Regions from separate parts of the Mus musculus genome. Here region 2 is linked to region 1. Evidence: chromatin contacts called from public Hi-C data. All regions are on one chromosome and are shown on one strand. Each heading gives the region's core, a stretch centred on a gene start, on an enhancer-like site or on the middle of the called end of the contact. The rest is flanking DNA. Distances are from core to core; before and after follow the strand shown.

Region 1 (6,243 bases), core at 1,576-4,075:
ACATGAATACATTTAAAAAAAACCTGGTCTATCACAGTCTGAAGGGTGGGCATCCATGGGAAGGAGGGAGGATTGAGATGCCACAAATGTTTCCCTCTTCTTATTATCATGACCTCAAGAACACAACAGAAGGGACTTTAAATTAGTAAGTAAAAGTTAAAACAATCTCCCCAACAACAACAAAAAAAATTGCCTTATGGAAGCTGAAGAGCTAGGCCAGGGGGTTAAAAATACTTAATGTTCTCCAAGAGTACCCAGGTTTGATTCCCATCTCCAACACATCAGCTCACAGTCACCTGTAACTCCAGTTCAAGGGGATCTGACACCCTTGTCTAGACTCTTGGGGTACTACATATACATGGTGCACTTACACCCCTGTAGGTAAAACACTCACACCCATAAAACAAAATAATAAATAAATCTTTCAAAAACCTCATTAAACTCTGCCAATTCCAAAATCCTGAGATGACATCAGACTGTCTCCCAAGGTGGCCTTCATTTACCCGTACAAGGGAGAGGATGGGTCTTTCTGAGGAATTTAAATACCTTGGGGATACAAACAGTAACCATTTCATCTAGTCTTCCATTTACAAACATAAGTGGCAGAAGAATGGGGAGATAGTTAAGAGAAAACAATAGCATCAGGGAGAAGCAGGAAAAAGAAGAGCAAAATCTCAAAAGGAACAGAAATCATCCCGGGTGGGGGAGATATCCTCGAATGTAACCCAAGATGAGGTAGATGAGAACAAAGATCCACTACAGTAAGAAGCATGCTGGAGAGAAGGTTCAGCTTCTAAAAGCACTGGCTGCCCTGCTAGAGAACCTGGGCTCAATCCCAGCACCCACAAGGCAGCTCACAACCATGTGTAGCTCTGGTTTCTGTGGATCTAATACTCTCTTCTGGCCTCTGAGAGCAGCAGGCACGCCGAGGTGCAATGATATGCATGCATGTAAAACAGTCATACACATCAAATAAAATTTCTCAAGAAAAAAAAATAATCAAAACAAGAAAGAATTCTTAGAAATTAAAATCATGGTTTTCCAAATCTTAAATTGTAGCAGTAAGCAATGGGGATTATAACAGGAAAAGCTGAAAAAATTAAGTATATGCATGTGAGAGGGAAGTAGATAAACTACAACTGGCAAATTTAGCCAATGACTCAGTAGTAGAAAAAGGTTGGGGGGGGCAGATAAAATGATAGGAAATATTTTCCCTGAGCTAGGAAAGGCATATTAGATGGAAACAAACTAGCAAGTGTCACAGAAGAATAAATAAAGACCTCCATCCTGATATATATTCCAAGGAAATTTCAGAACTCAAGGCCACAGAATGTTCTAGAAGAGGAAACAAAACGACTAACATCAGAGTTTTGATCAGTGGCAACAGAGGCTAGAAGGAAATTAAATATTTTTTTCTTAGTTGTCACACAATTTTATAGAATATTGTATAAATCTAAAGATACAATGGATTCACAAATATACCAGAAAAGGCTGCCACTAAATGAAGGCGGGTTCCTGATGGCTAATCACAGGGCTGGCGACAAGACAGGGCAGGGCAAGGGCAAGCTGCTGTCAATAAAACGGGATAACTATATCCAAATTAGTAATCAATATGAAGAGAAAGACAGTTTCAAACACTCCATAACTTTACCATTCATGCTTCCTCCCTAAAAAACTTAACTTGTGTAGGAATTCTTGCAAACCAAGAAAGAAATCTCTAGGTAACAGGAAGTATAAGGGCCATGCATGAGTCCCGGCGCTGTAAGGAGCACAGTCCACCCACTTCTGTTAAGCAGCCCTGCTTAGAAAGAAAGGTCACAGGGCTGCTGCTGATTCATTGCTATGGGCCCGGCCTTGAGGCTCATGGTAGGAAGAGTAATATTTAAAACAACCACAATACCATAAAAATGCCACCCACTGGTTTCTGATTTTAGAATCAACCCATAGATGAAGCAGGAAACATTTAAAGAATTAAGGATAGAAGACAAATGGTACAAATGGCATTACCATACAAGCCCAGCAGTGGCACTGGTACAACCTTCCACTCCATCTTACACAGCCGTCTCCCCAAATCACAGTCAAAAAATAGAGATGTAAGTATATTTTGAATTGTCAGCAGCAACTGTTTCTGAGAAGTAGGCTTAATTTTGGTTGCCTCCTATTCTATATGATTTTCCCATGTGCATGCATGGTGGAGGTGGGGGTCACCATACTATTCAAATGTAGAAATGTTCTTATAGATGCTCTCTATAAGAGTTATCTCTTTCTGTCTTTACAAAAACACAAACACATTTTCTGATCACTGGAGGGGGAAAATTTCACTTCCACCTACACATCAGAAGAAAAGATAAATCAATTTACATCTAATATCACAGAACCAGGTTCCCAACACCTCCCCACAACAAGTAAATTCATTGGAGCTGTACCTGATAGGCCCTTAGAACTGGATGCCAGCTTTTCCAGGTGACTGTTGATTTTGTCAATCGCTCTGAAGTTCTTGTTCCTCTTCAGAACATCCACAACAGTCCGAGCATGTCCGTCTAGCAGAGTAGGGTCTGCTCCAAAGCTCAGCAGCATCTGCACATCTTCAGTTTGTCCTAGGGCAGACCAAATTGAGAAATGATGCTCATGTCTCCTTCTATAAGGAGAAGTCCCCATGAGTGCTCAGAGGACTGGGGTCCCTCTTACTGAAGCAGCCTAAACTGACAGCCTTGTGCAGTCCACCCAACTCCCCCAAAGCAAGGAGTCCTAGTGTGGAGTGGGAAGGACAATAGCTCTTAAGAGGTTCAGAAGTGCGCTCCTCTCTACCTTTCTCCCCTCTCCTTGGCAACAAGCAAAGAGAGGGGGAATCTGGTTACTAGGCAACAGTTACAGCTGTAAGGATAAGAGCAAGCTGTGACTTCAGATTTCTTTATCCCCTGGAGAGGAAGCAGAATATTGTTCCAGAAAAAATACATAGATTTATGAAATATAAAAATAAATATGAACATATGCACACACACACACACACACACACACCTGTCTGGTGACAGAATGAAAAGGGAGCAATTGCTTTAGCATTAGGGTTGTGTTGCTGTCATTGTTACATTCCCCTGACCCAACCTCCCAGCTGTCAGCTCCGTTTGTGCTCGGATGTACCTATCTGGCAAGCATCAGCGTGTCTCAGTGATCATAGAGCTGACTATTTTCAGAATGGAACAGCTATGTCCCTGGGGTGCACAGGACTTACACAGGTACAGAGTTAAATCAATGCTAACCTTCCGCTCCCCTGTGTACTACTTACTAGCGCTTACTGTCTGATAAGGCGTCTCTATGACAACTATCAGCGCTCACTGTGCTATCCTCCACCATCTCTGTACTCACAGCTGCCTCCCTCACTATACAATAATAATAATAATAATAATAATAATAATAATAATAATAATAAATAAAAACTTATACTTCCTAGTCACTTAAACTCTTGCTGTAGTAGCACAATTCTAAGCCCTAAGATTCCTGACCCATGATGTCCGTATACTCCATCATATATTAATCTAGATGCTGTTGTAATGAGACTCTGCAAGTCCCAGTCAGCTAACCTTAAGATTATCCAGTTGGGCCTGACCTAGTTATATGAATGTCAAGTGCCAAGGTTCTGGAGATCAGAGAAGAAAACCAATCATCAAAGAAACAAAGATGTGAGGGACTAGATGCTCGGAAAGTTCTTCTCTGCTGGTTTTGAAGGTACCAGATGCCACAGAGCGACTACGTAGAAGCTCAGAGCAACTTCTGGTAGAAATTCAGAAAGGAAGTAAACCCTAGCCTAGTATCTTAGATTCTGCTCCACCATATATGCCTGAAAGCAGACCTAGGATTCCAGACACAGCCAAAGCCAACACTTTGAATTCAGCCTTTCCAAAAATCAGCAGAAAAGCCAATTACATCATGCCATATTGCTGACCTACAGAACTGTGAACTTAGAAATGAGTGTCAGAGGGAGTGTCATTGTAAGTCACATTGATGGTACTTCATTACACAGCACAGGACACTCACACAATTATTATAGCTTACAAAAGAAGGAGGCAAAAGCCTCCCATCTGTAGGCTATCAAATGGACCATGAAAACTAAGCAGTGCTTGTTTTCAAAAGCGTTGCGTGAGCCAGCAAGATGACTCAGCAGGTAAAGGCACTTGCCACTAAGGCGGACAACCTTAGCTCAACCATGGTGGAAGAAATAGAATCAACTTCCAAAAGTTGTCTTCTATACATACACACACACAAATAACAATTAGAAATTATATATATATAAATAATATATATATATAATTTCTAATTGTATACATATACACACACACACATATATGCATATATATACATACATACACACACATACATACACACATGGTGTTTGTTTGTTTGTTTAAAATAATTAAATAAAAACGTTCCTATTTCCAGTGTGGCTTGCTGTCAGATTCTTGGCCAGCCTGGATCACAAGTCTGCTCAGGTGACCACCTCACTAGGAAAGCGCCACCACTCCCGTCACCTCCACTCCACTGTCTGAGGCTTCATTACCACTGAAATTGTGAGGGAAATGCCCTGTGTTTGCTTTGAGACAGTCTTGATGCAGAGCAGACCGGCCTCAAATTCAAAAGATCCACCTGACTCTGGCTCCCCTGTGCTAGGATTAAATGTATGTTCCACCACACGTGATGAAAAATAAAAGTTCTTGTATAAGCAACAGAAAGCAAATACTGATAGTTCTGAGTTTGGGGGAAGTGAGTGTCATCAAAAAGCTCTATGGGAGTGACCAGCTTTCCTCCTTCAGTGTCTAAAAAGGCCAACTTCTCTCCAGCTGTGCCCATGTCTCTTATGTGTGACCAATATAGCACCATGTGTGGCAGGCTGTAATTCCCATGTTAGGTTCTAAGGACCATGAAGACCATGTCATTTGCCTGGTTTACAGTTTATCTCAGGCAGCCTACACAAATTTGGCAATAAATAAATAAATAAATAAATAAATAAAGTCATTTTGTAGCATATGGTAAAGGTGACTATGGGGCAGGGAGGAGTATAGTCAAAAGCCTATGTTCTTGAATCATTAAACCCCCCAGAAACCACTTAAAGTCCACCGAGCACAGGAGCCAGTAGCTCTCCTTTCACCCATCTCCTTCCTGCTTAGAGCCTGTTCCCCCAAACATATGTAATTCAAGGGAAAGTTTGGTCCTCTGAGCCTGCCATGTGTGGGTTTTCTGATGTCTGCAGTCACTGGCCAACAGTACTCACGCCTGCTGGTGTACCCTGGGAAGTGGGCAGCAGCGACATGCAGGACAGTGCAGCCAGCATCGTCTCTGTGGTTGATGTGTTCTTTCCACTCAGGCTTTTGATCCATTACCCACCGGAAAAGCTGACTTTCCCCTAGGCAGAAATAAGTTGCAATTATTACTTTCTATATAAAATCAGCAAAGAAAATCAACTGTATGCCCCCTAAGGGATCAAAGTCCTATAGCACACATTTCTACTCTCCACCAGAAGGGGAGAAGAGAGTATGCATTTCATGATCATCTTAGGTCAGGACCCCTAGAAGCTTGACAGGGATTCTTGCCCTTGTGATTCACTGAGTGAGAGAAACTCAGAAGAAAGGGGTGAACAAGTCAGCAGGCAAGGCAAGGGAAGAGCTAAGCCTGTGCCCTCAGCTGCACCTGGCTCCAGCTGTGCTCAACAGGACAGGGTCTTGACCTTCAGGACACAAGGCATTTTCTAATCTTCATTTGAAAATGGAGTTCAGGATTATACTGCTTTTAGTCAGGCTTTCCTTTAATGTTTATCCTCCAATCTCTGCATAAGAGGAAGGACAGTATCATGTATAAAATCCCGAGTGTATGGAATGTATAATGGTGGAGCAGAAATAAAAGATGGAAAAACTAAGCTCCAGGTCCTGGCCACCCCAATTCCCTCTGGGAAGATAACAGAGCCTAAAAGACCTAAACAGTTCTCTTGGCTCTGGTTCAGGCAGATGTCAAACTTAACACCTAACAAGAAAACCCAAGGTTCTGTCTGGTGTGGTATAAGTGTATGTGTGTTAATGATAGACTCAAATATTTAACTTTTTAAAACCAAATGATGAAGCTTTAAAGAGTCTATTTCATAAAAATGACGGCCCTGTTAGGTCTAGTGGCACATGCCTATAGTCCCTGGTGTTTGAAGGCCAATGCAAGTGGAACACAAATCCAAGGCCTGCCTGAATTACATGAATTCAAAGTCAG
Region 2 (6,243 bases), core at 952-3,451, 130 kb before region 1:
GAAAGTCTAGTTGGGAAGGAAAGGAACACAAAATAGTGTTGGCAATTCCATATGGAACTGCCAGATGGACTGTCTCCATCCATCATATGACTACAGAATTGTTGAGAAAAAATGTTCCCCACAAAAATATTTGCAAATATTTCTAGCCAAATGATCAGAATCAAAAGTATCTGGCCAATTCAATACATCAAAATAAAATGGGTACTTCTATCAAAAAAAGTAATTGGAAACCCACAATTCCAAAGCCTACCCCAGAAACTCAAGCTTTGATTTAAGATTGTATTGTGTTTGGTGTCCTGTATATGCCTTCAAAACAGCACATCAGTTTTAAATGACTCTATGAGCCTGTCTAAAACATAATATCATGTTCTTGTCTCTTCAGAGTTCAGCTTTTCCCACCTGGAACACCGCCCATTGCTGGGAAGGACTGGTGTGTTAAAGACTCCGGTTCTACTGTTATGGTTTCTTTACTAGTCTCAGCATTGTCTATTATTGTTTTCTTCTGTGTTTATCTATTTATTTTTGTGAGAGGCAATACATCAGGCATGTACCTGTGTAGATACAGGTATGTACCTGTGTAGATACAGGTATGTAGTGTGTAGATACAGGTATGTAGTGTGTAGATACAGGTATCCATGCAAGGATGAGGACATTGGCTGCCCCACCCCTCCATCTTATTTAATAAGACAGATCCCTCATTGAACTTAGTTTCAGCTAGACTGGCTGGCCAGCAAGTTCCTGGTACCCACTTGTCTCTGTTCTCCAACACATCAATTATACGTGCACAGTCATGGCCAGCATTTACGTGGGTGCCAGGGATTTGAACTCAGGTTCTCTTGCCTTCACAGCAAGCACTTTTACCCAATGACCTGTCTCCTCAGCTCTTCTCGAGGCTGTTGCTGGCTTCACTATGTAAACAGCTTCATTCCACTTAAGGCTATGCCATGTGTGAGTGTTTTGGCACCTTAATATATTGCTTCACCTTAATACCTGTCTTACCTTCAAGTCAGACCTCCACCCGAACAGGAAACTTGTCTAACACTTCTCTCCACCAGACACCAGTTCATCACATATCCATTCCTGATGACCCATAAGTCCATCCCTATCTGCTTTCTCAGTATCCCCTCTGGGATGACAGTAAATAGGAATGCATCCTTTCCAAAGATGGGAAGCAAGGACCGTGAACCGCCCACCTCACCCCAACCCCAAACTGGCTTTCTGAATTCTCTAAGCTATGATCCCAGGACTCCTGGCAAGTCCTTTATGTGGCTTGGTTTCGACTGTGGAGATAGGGAACACTCAGGACTCTCATCTGGCCAAGCAGCCAAAGGCCCCATTAAATGTCCACTTCAATGTCTATGTCTCAAGAAGCTTTTCTGGCTTTCCTGGGTTTGGAAGCCATCCTGCCCTGGATCTACTTGCCTGTGAATCCGCTTACCCCCAACCCACGTCTCCAAGTTTATCAAACCCTGCTGTTCTAAGCCATGTTCTTGCTGGGCTGATCCAGGGCTCTGACAGACAGTCTATTAAGTGATGGCTGCACACAGAATGAATGACTGACTGGTCTGTCTGTCTATGCTCCCCTTTCCAGCCACACCAGAGTGTCCTGCTTGGAATCCAGGTGGTCTGCATTAGTGATGGAAGGATTGGATAACTCCACATGTGCCCCAAAATCTCAAGAAAAAAAATTTTTTTTGAGTTAGGGTATCATGTAGAACAAACCAGTTAGCTCAGGATGACCTTGAACACCTGATCCTCCCACTTCCAGATCCCAAGTTCTCGGATTATAGGTGTGCACCACCATGCTTAGTTAACACAGTGCTAGGGATCAAACCCAGGGCTTCATGCATCCAGTACTCTATCAACTGAGTTACATGCGTGTCCCTCAAGAGAGATCTTTATGTTGTCATCAGTTGGCCTCCACTCTGCCCTTCCACAGTTTATCAATTTAAGCACGGTTATGCAGTCAGTTATGAGGTGCATGCCTGTAAGCCTAGCACTCAGGAAGGTAGAGAATTCCAGGCCACTTTCCACTGTACAGCAATGAAGACCCTATCTCCAAAAAAACAAGCAAACATGCCTTAATAAATAAAATCTAAAATGTACATTTAATCTCTAAGCAGAAGGGGGCAGCAGAGTACAGACCAGCAACCAGGCACCCTTCAACATTAGGCTTGGAAGAGGCTTGTTTATCTCTGCTAAATTCCTGCTTGAATCTTCAAGGTTCTTTAGGCCGTTTCCCTCCAAAGCACATTTCCAACTAACAAGGACTGAAGTGATCTTAGAAGCCACGCCATATCAAAATGCCAGTGCCCCACACTAATTGACACTGGAACATGAAAGGCACCGTCATCCCCTGACCATCACGCTGTTCACAGTAGCCAGGAAATGGAACCAGCCTAGGTGTCCATCACCCAAAAAAAGAAGAATGAAAATGTGGCTCAATACACAGCGATACTTTATGCAGCCATAGGAAGAATGGGATCATGACGTTGGTAGAAAAAAAATAAACAGAATTGGGTATTATTACATTAGACAAAGCAACCTAGACTCAGAAAAATAAATGCCACATGTTTTCTCCAACACAGATCCTAGACTTTCATATTTATATTTGTGTGTAGAGAGGGTGAGTACAGGTCATACCAGAGGAGGAAAAGAGGCTTCCTGGGGTGGGGAGCAAGAGGCAGGAGATAAAGAAAATAATAAAATACCCAGGAGGAGGGGGACCAGCAAGAGGAGGATGGGGGTCCTGGGGAGGGGTGTGGGAAAGGAAGATCAACAAAAACAAAGGGTGTCTGAAAATGGCCACGCCAGGGAGCCATGCAGGCCAGAGCACAGCAGCCTCTAGGCCACTTGTGTTTTTAGCTGAGGGCAGCCTGCTGAAGGAGGACAGTCAGACAGCCTTGTCTCCTAAATTGAATCTGATAGCTTCATATTTCTCTGTACTTCACATCACCGTTGTGTCACTGGAGAAGGAAGATGAGAATCAAAGGAGATGAGGAACAGCGGCTTCCAGCTCAGTCGCCCTGCTGCTCTCTCTGGGAGTCAGCTCCCCAGCCTGTAGACTGGCTCCATCACCACACAGCCAATCCTCCCCACTTAAAAAACACACAGTCCATTTCTACACACCCCTTCAGCAACTTCAATTTTGTGATCTCCTTCACACACACACATGCACTATGAATCTTGAAACAGATACCCGTATCTACTACATGCATATTTTCACCATCCCTGATCCCCTGAACTCAGTCAAGCTCACGCTGCAATAATTACCCTGGAGTCTTCTTCCTCCATCAAAAAGACGAGTTGCACACTAACTAGCTGTAGGTCAGGACACCAGAGTCCTCTCTCCTTGCCCACCATCCCAACCCATCCACAGGGAGGATCACCTGACCCTATTCACTTCAGCTGGATGCCAAAACACAACAGGGAGTTTACCTCAGCCCCAGCCCCAGCTTCCTCCCCTGATCTTACATCACCCCCAACCGACAGGCCTTGCAGAAGATGAATCAGGCTCTTCCAGAAACAACCGAGCCTAGGGAGAGCTAAGATCTCAGAAACTCACAGAAGAGCTCTACTTAGCTGCTTTTTCCAACTCAAAGAATCTTGAGAAATTCAATCTCCAATCTTCAAAGGGCTTCCGAGAACACATTCTCCTAGGAAGGTGGCCACAAGATATCGCTAGCATTCGCTAACAAAATGACCTGGACTAAAGCCCTGTTTCATCTAACTCTGTCTCTTGTGACTCCATGTTATTGCTGAAATCTGTGTTCCTTAATTTCATGAAGTCTGGCCTGATGAGAGGCGCCGCCGTGGTTATTACCAATGTTTAAAATTGTTAATGCCTGGGGCATTAATAAGAAAACAAGAGTGCATGCCTAGCTTCTAGCTTAGGAGAGAGAGTAAGAGCTGGTAGAAGAAATGCCTGTGGATCACGGAGAATTGCTACCACTGAGACCGACTTGTATATCGTAGCAGAAGGGAGAGGGGAAAAGGACATGGAGAATTAAGGTCAACAAAATGGTGGAAGACGTTTATGTCAGATGAAGAATGGGCAAGAGATGTGTGTGTCCTTCTCACCCTGTGGGTCCTTCTTGCCCGAGGCTTTCCTTATCACCCTCAAGAACACATACTTACCAGTGTGCAGTTCCAGCCATATTCAGTAGTGAGATGGCCAGACAAACCTACTTCATCCTGGAACCAACAAGAAAGGATCTGCCTTTGTCTTCACCCAAGCTGTGACCTGTCCCTACAATGCCACCTCCATTTCTGCTACTCCAAGCACTCAGAGCTGTAGTACCTGGGAACAGTGACAAGACCCAGGAAAGGCAGCACTCCACATGTGAGGAAGAGGAACAACTGGTCGCCAGCCCATCTCACTCCTCTCAGCTCCTCCCCTGAAGAAGACTCAACTCTTCCCCCCGCCCCACTGGAGGAGATGATTCTGGAAGGACTCTGCTAGAGCCTAACGTCCCTTCCATCACCGCCCGCTCACACAGATGTCTTGGCTGAGGATACCTGGCCTGTACACTCCCCGTCCTGGGTGAGCTGGTCTAATTACCACCTCTTCTCAGGCTCCTGTGGCTTCCTCCCTCCTTCCCTGGGATTCAGTCAACACAATCCCATTCCCTCCAGGGGACCACATACAGGCAGAAGAAGCAATTAACATGGATATTTCTGCAAGCTGGAAAGTCTCATAATTAAAACTTTCTTTGTAAGATCTCAGGAGTCTAAATAACCCTAAGGGTAGAAGAATCCTAATATCAGGAAATGAGATCAGTGCGACCAGATGAACTTGCCATACAGGAGGCCTGAAACATTACTCCGGGGCCTAATTATCAGATGTAAATATTTCTGTTGATTAAAACATCATGAGAAGCAGCTACATTCATTAAGAGCTTTCAGTGTGCACAGAAAATGTCTGTAAAAAGCAGCTGTACTTATAATCCGTTGCTCCGTCAGAAGTTGGTGTTAAAATAAGCATCCCCCAGGCTTAGCAAAGATAGGTCTAATAGAGAGCCAGCAGCCATCTCTTAAAGAAAGGAAGCGTTGATTTGACAGCACATGTAGGTAAGTGAAGAACACCAACTGATGGATGCTGGTCACCATGGCAACAGTGGTGAATACTGAATCTTGGAAAAACCAAACACATTTGCAACATAATTATTCTCTATCAACAAGCTCGGAAATGGTATCTATCTAAGCCCAGACAACAGAAGTTGTCAAGTCCAGCAGAAGCCTCATCTTTGTCTGAAGAAAACCAAAAGCCTGGCACTGGATAATGTTTAGACTCTAGACATGATATGCCAAACTGACTTAGGCTGAAAAAGGACAAACGTGTTTCATGAGTGTGATAGACACCTGTTTCAACAAGTGATCACCGACAGATCACCCAGGAAGAGCAAGGCATTACCTCATACACAAAAGATGGCTCACACACAGCTTCCTGCTGTTTTTGAAGCTGTACATGTACACATGTACACGCACACACATATATATACTTGTACATGCATAAAATTTGATGTGTTAGAATAGCAGCTTGAGTCTGCACACCAGGCCAAAACAGTTCCACATGTAAGAGGTTTATTGGGAGAGAGGGGGGCAAGGAAGATGGCAGCGGAAAGAGAAGTGGAGAAGAGAGAGAAAAAGGTGGGAGGGAGCTTTCTTTGTGTATGGGTAATGATGTAACACTGGTAAAGGTGGGAGGTGAGCCAAGTGGATTCTGGGAATATGGTGGCTGTTGCCTTGGGAAAAGGTCTGTGGGTCCCGCCGATGTGATGTCACAGGTTTCAGAGGTCCTGATGCCAACCAAAGTTTATTTGGAGAGAATAAAACTGACCTTTTTTTTTTTTTATCAAAATCAAAAAAAGTTCTAAATGCCAACTGGTCTGGTAGCCATGAACAGATTGTGTGTTGAGCTGAAAATACTATAGCTATTCACCCACACAAGACTTGTACACACATACAAGTACACACACATATAGAAAATATATAAATATGGCAGGGAGAGAGACTAGTTGGGAAAAATAGAGTGAGCAGCATCAGGAGGGGACAAGATGCTTGTAGGAGATGAATCTGCTCCTAATATGTTGTATGCATGCATGTAAATGTGAATGATGAAAACTGTTAAAAAGAAAAATTACAGCTAATCTGTAGTTTGCCATCACCCTTTCTCTCTCTCTCTCTCTCTCTCTCTCTCTCTCTCTCTCTCTCTCTTTCTCTCCCCACACACACACACACCAC

Evidence for each region. A called contact is a pair of places that touch in the nucleus more often than the background predicts.
Region 2: a Hi-C map of cortical neurons shows a contact between it and region 1, with 2.0 times the contacts expected there. The contact joins two enhancer-like sites. A contact is called at or near these places in 2 of 39 promoter capture datasets (the C10 cell line and hippocampal neurons), 4 of 15 datasets of contacts at CTCF or cohesin (embryonic stem cells, pro-B cells and stem cell-derived epiblast-like cells), 173 of 484 Hi-C or Micro-C datasets (the 3T3-L1 cell line, 3T3-L1-derived adipocytes, the AML12 cell line and 89 more), 27 of 115 datasets of contacts at active chromatin or transcription factors (PVALB interneurons, SST interneurons, astrocytes and 20 more) and 2 of 9 other capture datasets (embryonic stem cells and embryonic tail).

Annotation. Positions count from the first base shown.
Region 1 is chr9:111,348,428-111,354,670 of GRCm38.p6, reverse strand. Trank1 (tetratricopeptide repeat and ankyrin repeat containing 1) reads right to left here. Exons shown (of 22, transcript NM_001164659.1): 7 at 5,264-5,395; 8 at 2,427-2,597. Among named protein-coding and RNA genes, the nearest start is that of Trank1, 40 kb to the right of the region's middle. Within about 2 kb of position 2,825, at least 11 of the 459 cell types and tissues checked have an H3K27ac peak or open chromatin away from gene starts, as enhancers often do. A contact at or near this core is called in cortical neurons, where this site is marked.
Region 2 is chr9:111,475,004-111,481,246 of GRCm38.p6, reverse strand. The region is part of intron 2 of Dclk3 (doublecortin-like kinase 3); the gene reads right to left. Among named protein-coding and RNA genes, the nearest start is that of Dclk3, 39 kb to the right of the region's middle. Within about 2 kb of position 2,201, at least 15 of the 459 cell types and tissues checked have an H3K27ac peak or open chromatin away from gene starts, as enhancers often do. A contact at or near this core is called in cortical neurons, where this site is marked.